2 separate regions of the Gossypium hirsutum genome follow, and region 2 is linked to region 1. A link is a contact called in public Hi-C data. All regions are on one chromosome and are shown on one strand. The core of a region is the stretch at or near the end of the contact, and the rest is flanking DNA. Distances in the headings are between cores, read along the strand shown. Region 1 holds the start of LOC107905304. Region 2 holds the start of LOC107905293 (dnaJ protein P58IPK homolog).

Evidence for each region. Hi-C and Micro-C count contacts between places; a contact is called where the count stands out from the background.
Region 2: a contact with region 1 is called in a Hi-C map of fibers, with 2.1 times the contacts expected there. The contact joins the promoter of LOC107905293 here to the promoter of LOC107905304 in region 1. A contact is called at or near these places in 8 of 34 Hi-C or Micro-C datasets (fibers, hypocotyl, leaf and 1 more).

Annotation. Positions count from the first base shown.
Region 1 is chrD01:63,450,190-63,456,942 of Gossypium_hirsutum_v2.1, forward strand. It overlaps LOC107905304, which reads right to left and starts at 3,833. Exons shown (of 2, transcript XM_016831931.2): 1 at 3,516-3,833; 2 at 2,093-2,690. The coding sequence starts at 3,742. The coding sequence ends at 2,600. It overlaps LOC107905305, which reads left to right. Exons shown (of 10, transcript XM_016831934.2): 8 at 107-334; 9 at 419-475; 10 at 949-1,520. The coding sequence ends at 1,161.
Region 2 is chrD01:63,594,796-63,601,548 of Gossypium_hirsutum_v2.1, forward strand. It overlaps LOC107905293 (dnaJ protein P58IPK homolog), which reads right to left and starts at 3,421. Exons shown (of 9, transcript XM_016831921.2): 1 at 3,151-3,421; 2 at 1,909-2,074; 3 at 1,523-1,724; 4 at 1,286-1,446; 5 at 1,108-1,201; 6 at 371-583; 7 at 178-258. The coding sequence starts at 3,283. It overlaps LOC107905292 (syntaxin-71), which reads right to left. Exons shown (of 9, transcript XM_016831919.2): 4 at 6,535-6,620; 5 at 6,331-6,399; 6 at 6,193-6,237; 7 at 6,029-6,091; 8 at 5,864-5,940; 9 at 4,830-5,166. The coding sequence ends at 5,151.

The DNA of each region.
Region 1 (6,753 bases), core at 2,583-5,082:
AGGAGATGGCATTCTCGTTCCTTGATTTTCGTTTTTTGTTTTGCAGCTTTGGAAGTAGTAAATCGTACTTCCTTCAGTGTGATTATTTTTCTCTTTTTCTTTGCAGGAGTTTGAATCTGATTGTGAGCTTTCAGCATCTGAATCTGAAGATGAGTGTAAGAGGACCAAAAGATTCAAAACGGCTTGTGATAGGAGGAAGCATCAAAGGATGTGGACTCTTGCGGAGGTGATTAAGTTGGTTGATGGAATTGCTCAGTATGGTGTTGGAAGATGGACCGATATTAAAAAGCTTCTATTCGCATCATCTGCTTACCGGACACCTGTTGATCTAAGGGTACCTCGCTGCTTTATCCAACCATATAGTTTTCCCCATGTTTTCATACTCAAATTATTTTTAAATACGGATCTCCCTCTACAGGACAAATGGCGAAACCTTCTAAGATCTAGCTCTGCTCATAAACACAACAGGAAAGAGGTTAGCTTCCCGTTTTTCGTTTTTTCCTTCTTTATTTGCACTTTCATATTCAAATTATTGTTTCGAGTTACATTACTCCTTATTAGACTTATCACTTCTAGTCTGATTCCAAGAACCTGATTTGATTAACCCGACTCTACCTTGTTTGACTATAAAAAGTCAACAATCTGAACCCTTTGAACTTGAAATGAATCAAACAATTAACCCAAAAAGACCTAAGTGTACATGACCAAACCCAACCTGAAACGACTCCAACCCAAAATGACCTGAACTCAAAAATGAACAAAATTGACATGACCTAGCAATTTTAAAGCTTAAATTGACTCGATCCAAGTTGATTTGATCTGCCTAATTAAGTGGTCCACTCACTACAATGTCAGTAGGACAATTTTTCTTCATGGTCATATTGTGTTTTACTAAGAGCAGTTTATATATGGTGCAATCACAATCATTGTTTTAAACGTTAGTTGCAGGGTGAGACTAACGTGAAGCATTATGTACGTCCATTACCAAAGACAGTGGTATGCCGTATCCGTGAACTTGCGACCATTCATCCATACCCAAAGGCTCGCAGCCCAAATCTTTCATCCATCAATTCCGATCCTTCATCCAAACAACCGACAACAACTAAAGCCGCTCCAATCAACACTCACGGGAGAAACCTACGCGGAAAGAAGTGTAATTGAAGTAGTGCATTTTCAGTCGATTTGCAGTGAATCAAAGCTGCAATTCGAGTTTTAGTTGTAAAGAAGCCGTGTTTTTCCCCTAACAGTCCCCCCTCTTTTAACACCTATCGTAATCTGCACATATAAATATGTTCCCAGACCAGTAGGAAATATCTGGTAAACGTTGCAACAAGTTAAAAGAAACACAACTTTTAGCAATTTTAACAGCCAGGAATATGGCTAAACTGATGTTTAAGCAATATGTTTTACTTACATATTTTGTGCACAAGCTTCAGTTTTAGTTCGAAACTCAAAAATTCCGATGTCTGTAAGTGCATCTGAAGCAGTTATGGTTATGGAACTTGTTTCCTTTTGCCTTCTCTTTTGCTGGAAATTTGTCTTCTCGTTTGATAGAAAATGCCTCTTTTCAGGCTTATTTATGGGTTGGATCGAATTATCTTATATTAAGCTTACCAGATTAAGTAGATAACCGAGTCTAGATAACTCGGGCTTTAGACAGATCTAATCATCATTTTTCTCCTCGAGTCTTTGAAGAAAAGAAGTAAAATAATTAAATTAGCTCAAAAGAAAAACTATGGAGGCTATTTACACAATTTGATTTTAAAGTTAAACTCAACTTGAGTTAGTGGTTGAGTGATGTTATAAGTCAATAATATTAGTGATTATAAAGTAATTTTTCATATCAAAATGTAATTTTAAGTAAATATAAGGGAATAGATTTACAATTTACCCATATTTTTATCTTAATAATTTTAGAATTTAAGTGAATAATGTCTTACATTTTAAATAAATAATTTTATTCTTGTTTTTGCAAACTATGTTTGCTTTGCCAGTTGAGTCTTATTGAAATAAAAAGATGTAAATTTGAAGGTGTTTTTTTTAATTTCCAAAAGAAATGCTTTTTGACCATTAAAATCAATGCTAATTCCATAAAAAAAATACGCCTTTTAATTGCCAAAAATAAACATAGACAAACTCTTAACAGCCAAGCCAACTTTAGTTTTGATATATATAGTGTAGACATCGAATTTTATTTGCTTGGATAGTGATGGACAAAAAAGGCTTTGGGCTTTGACCCATTAGTAAGAGAATAGTTAACTATTTTATAAAACTACAAAAAAAAAGTCCAAAACTCTTGTTGGCTCGTTAGCTGCACAGGATAATTGCAAGGTCGCAGGGTCGCGGGTCCTGGCAGCAGTACCTTCAGCTCATTGTAGCAGCTGGCAATCCCATGAGGAGCTCATGCACCTTTTAATAGCCGAAACCTTAAATTCAACAGGTAGATTCTTTTACGGAAGAAAAACCAAATTCCACATTCTCTTTCGCCCACTCAACATCTCCGCCCTTCACAACCCTGTTCACCATATTTGTAACTTCCTACCTCCTCAACCGAGCTTCACACAATAGCCCACCATTACCATCACCACCCACGACCCTTTTACTCAAAACTTGCCGACAAGGTAGGAGAAAGGTCAAAAGGAAGTAAAAAAGGGGACCCTTTCGGTTTACCTAAAGTCATCATCCCAAACCTAAACGACGATGAACCATTAGTGTTGGAGAATGTGAAGCGGTGGTCGTATACCCTTTGGGTGGCCGACGCTCAAACACAATAGAAAAGAAGGGATTCTTTTTAGAAGTATTAAGATACGTGTTCAATACTCGATTGAGTTTTAGCTCGATTAACATGAATATTATTGTTAATATAGGATGACATAGGTTCCAATGCTCTGAAATGTATTATCTCTTATTTATGAGTTAAAAAAACTATAATAATTTTAGACATTACATCAAAAAAAATAAATATAATCTTAGCCTATAATGAAATTATCAAAAAAGAAAATATAATCAAGAAGGTAGATAAAAAGGTTGAAAACCTTTTTCGTAAACAAGCAATTATGTGTAAGCATGGACACATTTAATATGCTTCAGTTCAAATAAAATTGTTTTATTATATATGAATGCTTCAAAGGATTATAATTAAATACTAGGTTTCGTATTTCTGAATTTTGAAATTTTTAATATCGCATAGTTATCAATGTATTAATTTTGAATGTCGTGAGGGTACTACACTTTACATAATTAATTTTCAAACTTAATTTTTTTTATGGATTTTAACGCGAATCTTAAAATTATTTTTTTTTTATAAAAGGTGATTTTACAAGTAAACGATTATACTTAACTAAAAAAAATCAATAACGGTTCCGATTTTAATTTAAAACACTCATGTTTTTTAAATAGAAATTCTCATATTTCAAAATAACCTCACAACATATAGCACATAGCTCAATGGTATTGATTTCTATTCATTTCCTTCATCACCAATGTTGGGAGAATTGTTGCCCCAATCATCATACCTTTGTCTTGGAATGTTGTGGTGATTGTCTATGTTCTTGTCCGAGCTATCCTCGACCATGTTCTTCCGTCGTTCAACCTCATTTTCTTTCCTGACGGCATGGTATCGCTGTTGCTCTCGCCAGCCGTATGTTCCGCCGATCACAGCTCTCGTCGGCCTTGTTGTCATGCAACTAGAACTCACCATCATTGCAACCAGAAACAGCACCAAAAGCTTCACGCTCCACATTCTTTAGTTAATGGAACCAAATAATAAGATGGGTTTATGTAAGAGTTTTGGTTAGCTTAGGTGCATTTTATAGAGGCATCCAATTAAATTGGTATTTAAGTTTTGTTTCGATTAAAATTTCGAAATGTTTTATTATTTTGATGTATTTTGATTTTTGATCAAGATTTTAATATTTTAAATTAATTTTATTTTTCTTCTTAACTATTTTAAAATTTATATTTGTATATCAATATATCTATATTTGCTTAAATATATAATAATATAAATTTTATTAAAAAACTAAAAATTAAACTAAAAATATTTATTTAAAATATTTAAAAAAACATTAAAAAAATCTTCCACCCATACAAGAGATTTAGGGTGAGTTTGGATGGGCGGTGCGTTTACCTGCGGTTAGTGTAAAAACAGCGGTGGAGGTGAGATTAGATACTGTAGTGATACTGTAGCGTGAGACAAAAAGTAAGCTAAACGCACCGCACCGCACCCAATTGCCCATCCAAACCCACCCTTAGTGGCTTTGTTGCAATTGTAACATGAAGCAGCCTAAATAGGGGAGTTCCACTAAATGGAAACATAATGGCTATTATAGACAAAGAGTCAATGAATCATAATTGCTTGCTTGCTTTCTTCTTTGATTTGCTTATATGAAAAAAAATATCTTACACATTCCCATCCCTATCTTCTCTTACAAAAAAAACTCATTTGAGTTCAAATTTGGAACATCGATCAATTTGTAATGTATTTTTAAATAGAATTCGGGTATTTTTTAGTTATCTTCTTATGAATTGAAGATCTCATTTAACTTCGCAATGCACTTTAAAATGCATCAATTCGAGTTCGGAAACTTAAGTTATAATTAATTTAGTGAAGACTATGCAAGCAAAAATCTTTAGACAAGTCGAATACGAAATTTCTGAATTGAAAAACCCTTCAGCCACTGATTTCTATTCTTTAAACCTAAATTTTAGAGTTTTATATTGAAATTTTAAATCCGAATCAACTTGACTCAAAACTACTCCAACCTAACAATTATCCTTCAACCATCTCCCCTTAATTTTAATGGGTAAGGATGTATTTGAATCACTAATTTCAATAGCATCCATAGACTCAAATCTCGTACAAAACAAGGCCAGAAATTCTAAAACCAAATTGAAGAGACTAAGAGTGACTTCCACCATCGAATATCATGAAAGCAAGCTAAAACTATGCTTATAACTTTATTGGACAACCATCAAATCCGACAAAGCTACTTTGATACAAAAGGACCATATTAAAAGCAACTTCACTAAAATAAGCTTCCATTATCAAATATCATAAAAGCAAGTTAAGATTATGCATATAACTTTAATGGACAACCATCAATTTGTACAAAAGCTACTTCGATGTGGAAGAATCAAATTAACATCCACTTCTTTGAAACAAGCTTCCACCATAGATTATGCATAGAGGAGGTAGGCAGGGCTCTGGCTCCCCAAAAATAAAAAATTATTCTTTTAATCCTTTGAGTATTTGTAAAATTTTAAATTAATTTAACGGTAACATTATATTCAAAACCTTTTTAAAATTTAAATTTCCAAAAACAAAAAGCATATAGTTTAATCCCTTCGAAATTATAAAATTTTACATTAATAAAATGATGAAATTACATTTTTAACTTCACTCCTATAATTTTAACGGTCAATCATTAGATTATATTTATAACTTTAACGGACAACTATTGAAGTGCGTCGGGTAATCGAATTTGGAGTTAAACTCATCTATTTACAAGTGTCATTCCACTAAAATGGATCGAATTTCACCAAAAGAAAAATCCAATCACTTTCAACTTTTCTAAGGCCCAACAATCATCTGTCAATAAAAATCATGATTGCTCTCTCTTTACATATTTGGACCTAATCCCAATTTTTGCTGCTGGATTAAACTCGAAAATATAAAATATTAAAATATACTGATTAAATTTGTAATCTATGCATACTAATAACATAATTTTACTTATTGATTATATTATAAGGCATACTCTGTCGCATTCCGGACAAATTAGAGACGAAACAAAATCAACGTTATGGCGAGGATCATCGGGACAATGCGACAACGTTAAAATGGTGAAGTAGAGACGACGTCGCAACGAGATGATATGCCTCATCACGAAGTGGTAAAGTGTATTAAATTTAAAAAGAGTTTCTTTTCTCCCAGTTAAACTCCACTATCTTATTTTTTCTCAGTTAAACTCTGATTAATCTAGAAATATTTTAGTCATATTAGAACTTTAATATTAGCCTATTTAAAAGGTCTTTGTAACCCTGTTTTAGAGAGTTAGTGAAATATCTCTTACGTGAGATTTGGTGAAGAGTTTTTGAGAGAGTTCTATATTCGGATTTTGGGTTTTGCTCTTTTAGGTTTATTTTCTTCATCTTTTACTCTCCGTTGGTTTGTCGATTAGTGAAGTTTTCTTTACTCGTGGTTTTTATCCTCTTCAGAGGAGTTTTTCATGTAAATATTTGTGCGTTCGATTTTCTTTACTTTTCTTACTCGTTGTTTATACAGATCGATCCCCAACAAATGACAAAACAATTTATGGGTTTAACTTTTTAAAAGAAACAATTTCACATTGAAATAATATCCAACCAGGCATTCATATAAAAAAAAGTTAAAATATGCTACATTCCCTTTACATAGTTCAGAATTTGAGATTTAATATTTGTATTTTAAAAGCTAAAAATTTAATCTTTTTACGTTTTCATTTTAAAAATTCTAGTTCAAATATTATTGTTGCATGTAATTTCTATTAAAAATTTTCAACTTAACATGCTTATTTTTGTCAATCATATGCAACGTACATTATATAAGTGTAGTCTAATCAATATGTTAAGTTATCAAATTCTAACAAAAAATTTATAATACGTAAAAACTAGATTTATAATAATATATAATACTATAATATAAATATTAAACAAAATGTTAAGATGCTTATATATAAAATTTTAATAAATAAAAAATATATAATATTATTA
Region 2 (6,753 bases), core at 2,171-4,670, 140 kb after region 1:
CAAAAAATTGTTATTATGAGGAACCACAAAAGAGAACCGTGTATCTTTAGGTATAGAAACAAATATGTGCATAGCATGTTACTGATCTAAATACCATAGAGAAGCCTAAAACTATACTCTGGAAGAAGAAAATTTTAATCGAGATAATTGTCATCCAAATTTGATATTATGACTAACCTGAGGTGATTTCTCAGCTGCCGATTTTAGGTCTTCAACGGCACCTTCCCAGTCCTCTGTTAAAAGTTTAGCTTCACCCCTCTGACACATGCACACATAGTTAAAGAGCGAGAATTACGGCATAATGTACTTCAACCAACTGCAGTATAAAGTTCGACAAAGTGTATCGTTATCATTTGACTATACAACAAACCTGTACTAAAGCTTCGAGAAGTTCCTTATCAATGTTAAGCGCCTCAGAGCAACTACTTAAAGCATCCTTCCCTCTTCCGAGCCTAACCAAGACCTTACATAATCCAAGGTGAAGATGCACGTTATGAGCAAGATGATTTGGGTCCAATGCAAGTGCTCCTTTGTAGTCCTCAACGGCAACGCGCAGCTTACCCTTGTTTGCATTATCTTCTGCCTACACATTCCAAGAGTCGAAATATCTTGATAAAATAAGGCCAATACCCCATGTATCTAAACCCTATAGGCCTACACTAATCTCAAACAAACAAAAAAAACAGGTAAAAGTACTATGGATGCCCTTATATTGGGGTCGAATTGCATTTTGCCCCTATTACTAAAAAAAAAGCAAATTAGTCCATCCGTGTTAGATCAAAGAGCAAACTCGTCCTTTTATTAAAAATCCTATCCATTTTTACAATGAAAAATTGGTCCCTGTACGTTAGCATAAGGTACACGTGGCACGCCACATATAACTATCTGGTTATTTTAATAGCCACACTAGTTTTTAACAGTAAAAATAAATTAAATTTTTAACAGAAAGGATCAGTTTGCTCTATGATCTAATGTAAAAGGACTAATTTGCCTATTTTTTGAATAAAGAAGACAAAATGCAATCTAATTCTTAATACAGGTGCATCCAAGGTACTTTTACCAACAAAACCAAAAAGGAAAATTTGGAAACATGTTTGGTGGGCATACACTTTTAGTCTTCTTCAATAAATTTTTCAATCTAAAATATGCTTTCTTCAGTTCACCGTGCTCTGGATCGAGGCGAAGACCTTTCTGGTAATGCCTGAAAAGATCGTGTATTATAACTATAAATCCCAATTATGTATGTGATTTCAATAGCTCATAAACAAGAAAATTTTAAACAAACCTTTGGGCAACATCATGATCTGCTAAATAGTAATAAGCATGACCACGGAGGAGTAAGGCCTCAAGATTGTTCTCATCTTCCTTGAGAATAAACCCGGATTCGGAAATAACACTAGAATAGTCTTTAGCCGCTAAAAGCAGTTTCAACTTTAGCATCTTAGCCTGCAGCAAATGAAGCATATTAGAGTTTATGAATATTGCTATAAAAAATACAACAGAAATGTAAAGTATATGCTACCTTCGAGCATGCTGGAGAAAAAACGAGTACAACTTTATCCACATAATCCAAAGCTTTTGTATAATCCTTGGACTCAAATAAACCGAAAGCTGTTTCCAAAGCACTTTGAGCCTGATGTAACTGAGATAGTTCCTTTTCAGCAACAGAATTTCTGGGTTTTAGTTCTAGAAACTTTTTGTAGCTTTTCTCCGATTCCTCGTATCTGCAATGAAAAAACATTTTTAGTACAGACAAATGCCATCAAAGACTTCAGGATAGCTCAATAAAATCATAGTTTCGTAGTAGTTTTCATCATTTTTTTAACCAAAAATGTGAAAGGAAAAGAGAGTACTGCGAATGATAGATTATATATATATATATCCAAACTTCCTATGATTCAACAATACCGGCATAGCTGACATAAAAGGGATGCACGGCGCATATATGCTTCTGAAAGTGCTGGATCTGCCTCAATAGCAGCATTGAGATCATTGAGTGCCTCACTATAACGCTTCACTTTTATACTCTGTGAAACTCTCTCGAACAACTCAGCAGCATTTCCTAGATTTTCATCTACACATCCAAGTTGAAATGTTAAGCAAAGACATATTGAAAGTATATGCAATGGTTGCAAACTCCAAGAATATTAATTTCGATGTTCAAAAAGCAAGCACTGGCTATTTGGCTCCTCAGACTTAAAACATCATACAACAATGAAACAGACGATGCACTTCTATGAAGACATTGCTGAGCACCTAGTCTAGCCAAGTGGTAGTGTTCTTAACCACTAATGCCATATAAGGGCATGGATTTCAACCCCACCAAGGAGGCCAAAATGCTAAACATTTCCTTGATGGCGAGGCGCTCCCCAAACTCCATGAACCCGTTGGGCTCTCCTTGGAGTTGGGAGACAAAACCTGAGGCTAAAACTGAGCATAGATACCCTGAGCACAATTCCTCCACTGTTTGAGGGCCCGATCAGCTGCTCAATGGACGACACTTCAAAGACTACTCCCGAAAGAGAGCTGATTCCCCTCAACACTTCTCAATTCATTTCATATGGTACATTTTGAAGTAAGTTCGATCACAAAAACGGGTATTTTCAACCCGAATTATCCAAAAGACAAATTCTAATTCATCAATGTTCACAATAGAAGGCTAATGACTAATTACCAAATATGATGATGAACCATAAAATATGATAAAACTATCCATCCTAACCCAATTAAGATCCAATATATTTGATAATCATTTTACTAGATAATGGCGATTTTTGCATATCATAAAATTCAAAACTTTTTCCCATTTGCAATTTTAAAATTTTCATTTTATTTTTCTCACAATTCTACTCAAGTTGGATGAATTAATATAGCAATGCATAAGCAATTAATAAAAGCATAAAATGACTAATTGACTATATAAAAAAACTGATTAAAATTTCCCTTTTTCCCTTCGAAGACTTCCGACTTTCTCACAATCTTTAACCCAAAAACATCATTTAACCACACTCAAACAAAACCCCAGATAAGATTAAAGCTAAAGCACACTAATTTTATTTTGAGAAAAAAACACAGATCAAACTATCAAATCAGCAACAAATTAATGGGAATACTAGAAAAAACACAACAAAGTTAAAAAAGAAAACTAACCCAAAGCAGAAACGAGAGGCTGAAGAAGCAAATGCTGACAAATCAATACAAAATTCAGTATAAAAGCTGTGTAGACAAGTCCTTTCCAAGCCATTGAATTGAAGGCCCAGTTCAAACTCAAACTCTTCAACATTGTTCTTCATTCAGTTCTCTATAAATCAATAGATTTACATAGGAATACCTTTTTGATGTTTAATTGGCAATTTTTTTGGGTTCGGGTATTTTGAGAAAACCAAATATTTGTCAGTAAATGAAAATAAAAAATTAATGGAATTTGAATTTATAAAAAATTTGTTCGAATATTTTTTAGAAGAAATGATCGATGATCCGAGGATTTGCATGTCATTCCACGTTATTTCAACCAATTGATGGAATACACGTAGAATTTAATGGGACCAAAGTGTACGTGGAATTTTTAGCAGTAGAATATTGACACGTCATAGAATAATTTTTCTCTCGACTTGAGACTGGCCCAATTCAAATAATTTCCTGGATTTCCTTAATGTTGGGCCATAAAAAAGCCCAAGGAACTAGACCCATCCATAAATTTGATTCTTTTTAAATCATTAAAAATTTTAAAATGAAAAAAAATTAAAATCTATAGAAAGTAGTAAAAAATATTTAAAATTCAAAATTGTCCAAAAAAAGTTTTAAAAAAATTCAGTACATTTATAAAAAATATTTCCAAATTTTTTTAAATGACTATCAATTTCAAAACTTAAATAATCGAAAAAAAAGTCTAAACATTTAAATTTTATAAAAATTCAAAAATCTTTTCAAAAATATTACTTGTATGGAATATCTATCTATATTCTTTGCAATTGATTTTTAGTTTGATATACTACTTTTTTGACGAAATTTTTATTAAAATTTACAAGTGATGATACTGTTTATGAAAAAATTTATCAAAAAAAAAATCTTTTATGGAGTTTTTTTTTTCAGTTGGATGAATATTTCATAAAAAAAACCAATTTTACACAAACGCCCTTTCAATTTTTTCCTCTCAACTAAGCACCCTAAGGGTGGATTTGGATGGACGGTAGGGTGCGATACAGTGTATTTAGCTTACTTTTTTTCTCAAACTATAATATCACTACAATATCTAATCTCATTACTATCGCTATTTTTACACTAACCACACAAACGCACTGCCTATCCAAATCCATCCTAAACTTGTTAAGTTTGTTATTCTAATAACCAACTTGGCAACATTAGTAAGCGTAGTTTAGCTAAAATATTCAATAAATCTTTATATTCTTTACAAATTTAAATTTTAATCCATCTATTTTTGAGACTTCAAAATTAAAATCCAATTATTAATCTATTAAAAAAATTTCTTTTTCTTTGTTGAATTTGTTGATATGACACTTTTAAATAATTAAAAAAAAACTCACTTGATAATCATGTAACCAAAAAATGACATTATAATGAACCTGAATTTAACAAAATAATTTTAACAATGTTAATAATTGAATCCGAAGTTTGAAATCTGACTAAATTTTTAAAAATAAAAAATACAAAAACTAAATTCCAAAGTTTACAAAACCACGATATAATGATTGATTCTTAATTAAGTGATTGGGATTTAGCTCTTAATAGCTTTATTTACCAAAATACCACACTATATATATAAGCCAATTTAAATAACGTTAACAATGCCCCATATCTGGATGAAGAAATACACAAAACAATGCACTATATAATCTTTCCAGAGTATGATAACAATGTCCATATCTGGATGAAGAGCAATGAAAGCATTAGTATCATTTTAAAATAATGTGATAATACATCTCTGTAAATCACATAATATATAGATATTTTACGGTTGTCGAATTTATATAGAAAGATAAACTCACATTATGCCAGTGTGACCAATGATTCCCACAAAAGAAACAAATCAAATACGAGATCGACCACCTTAGCAAGCCCTCAAGATGGAAGACAATGCAAGAAAAGATGACAGCACATAAGGGAAAGGATCGACTTATCCTTTTATCGCTTCATTTCTTCAAAACACTGTAAATGAGGGACATTTTAAGGTTTAGGGTGACCGCTTCTCAACGATAAAAATAGAAGAAATGTGAGAACAAATGAGCTATTCGGCCTAAATCATTACTTGAAAAAACCAAAATCCAAAATGTATCCCCAAATAAAACTGAAGCACACCATATGAGTTCAATTAAAATGATATTCTATGACATAGAATATGATTATGTCGCTTCGATTATTCATTTTATTTTTTAAGTACCCATGTCTGAGACATTGTTTGGACATGAGTATGAAGGATATGACCCTCCACTTCAAGGTATAATGAAGAACTTCAAAAAAACAAACCTTTGTCCAGGGGTGAAGCCAAAAATTATTTGAGGGGGGGGGGGTGGGTTAAGTTATATATTTTCATGAGAGCTAAAATGTATTTCACCCTTGTATTGGCTTATATCTTAATGGTTTTCGAAAGGACTAAATTAAAATTCTAGCATTTTGGGGGGCCAAACTATAATTTTACCATATATTAGCTTAAGATTTAACAAATTTTGAGGGGTTTAAAGCAGCAATTTCCCGTTGGGGAGGGGGGGGGAGCCCCTACCCTTGTCAAACACATGACCAATATTCTTGCACGTTTTTGATTCACTAAAGCGTTAGACAAAAGCTTATGATGCAGGGTTTTTCCTTTATTCATTTTTTTAATTTAAGGCATGAGTTTGAAGCTTACTTGTATAAATAGGCAGCAATTCCCAAAACTATGCATAATAAGACAATATCGATGCAGAAATTTCGGCTGGATCTCAGCTGGATAAAATCAGAAACTTAAGTCAGATCCAACAAAGAAAAATGAAAAAGGATGAAATCTACAATTAATGAAGCTATAATGAATCACCTGAGTGACAGTGTGTTTAAGTCTGACATTGGTATTCTTTAGGTCACCAGCTGCCTTATCCACCTGTAAAATGTGTAAGGAACAGAATACATAGTGTAAATTGGTAATCTAAGCAGTTACCAAGATAGTAAGATGTATAATAACATGATGGTCATGATGTTAACCTTGGTTTCAATTTCATCCATCAAAGGAACTTGCCTATCCAATTCCTGCACGTATCACAAGTAACACTTAAGTAGCAAGCATAAATGTTACAATACATCATATTGAATAGTTTCAAATGACAATCAAGGCAGCCTTACCTCATTCATATCATGAGCCATGTTCTTTAAAGTATCCAAACCTTCTGAAATCATATCTAAACCTTGGTCCTACATGGATATCAAAAGAAATAAAAAGTTAATCATAGCTCCATCAATGTGGTGCATGCAAGCAAAACACAAGCAAGCTTTCCTTCCAAAGGAAGAAGGATCAAAAACCATAGCATCAGCAAAAGTTCAACTTGCCTGCTTCATTCTTCGCATTTCATACTCCTGCCTGAATTGACTTGACTGCTCAGATTCTTGAAAGTATTCATTATCAAATCGCCCATCTATGAACAATATGAATATGTAAGTACAACAAATCATAAGATTTTCCAGGCAAAAATTTCAGAGGTTAAGAAAGAGTAATTGATAAATTCTGCATGATAAACTATGACAGAAAATTTTCCCATCACAAATAGT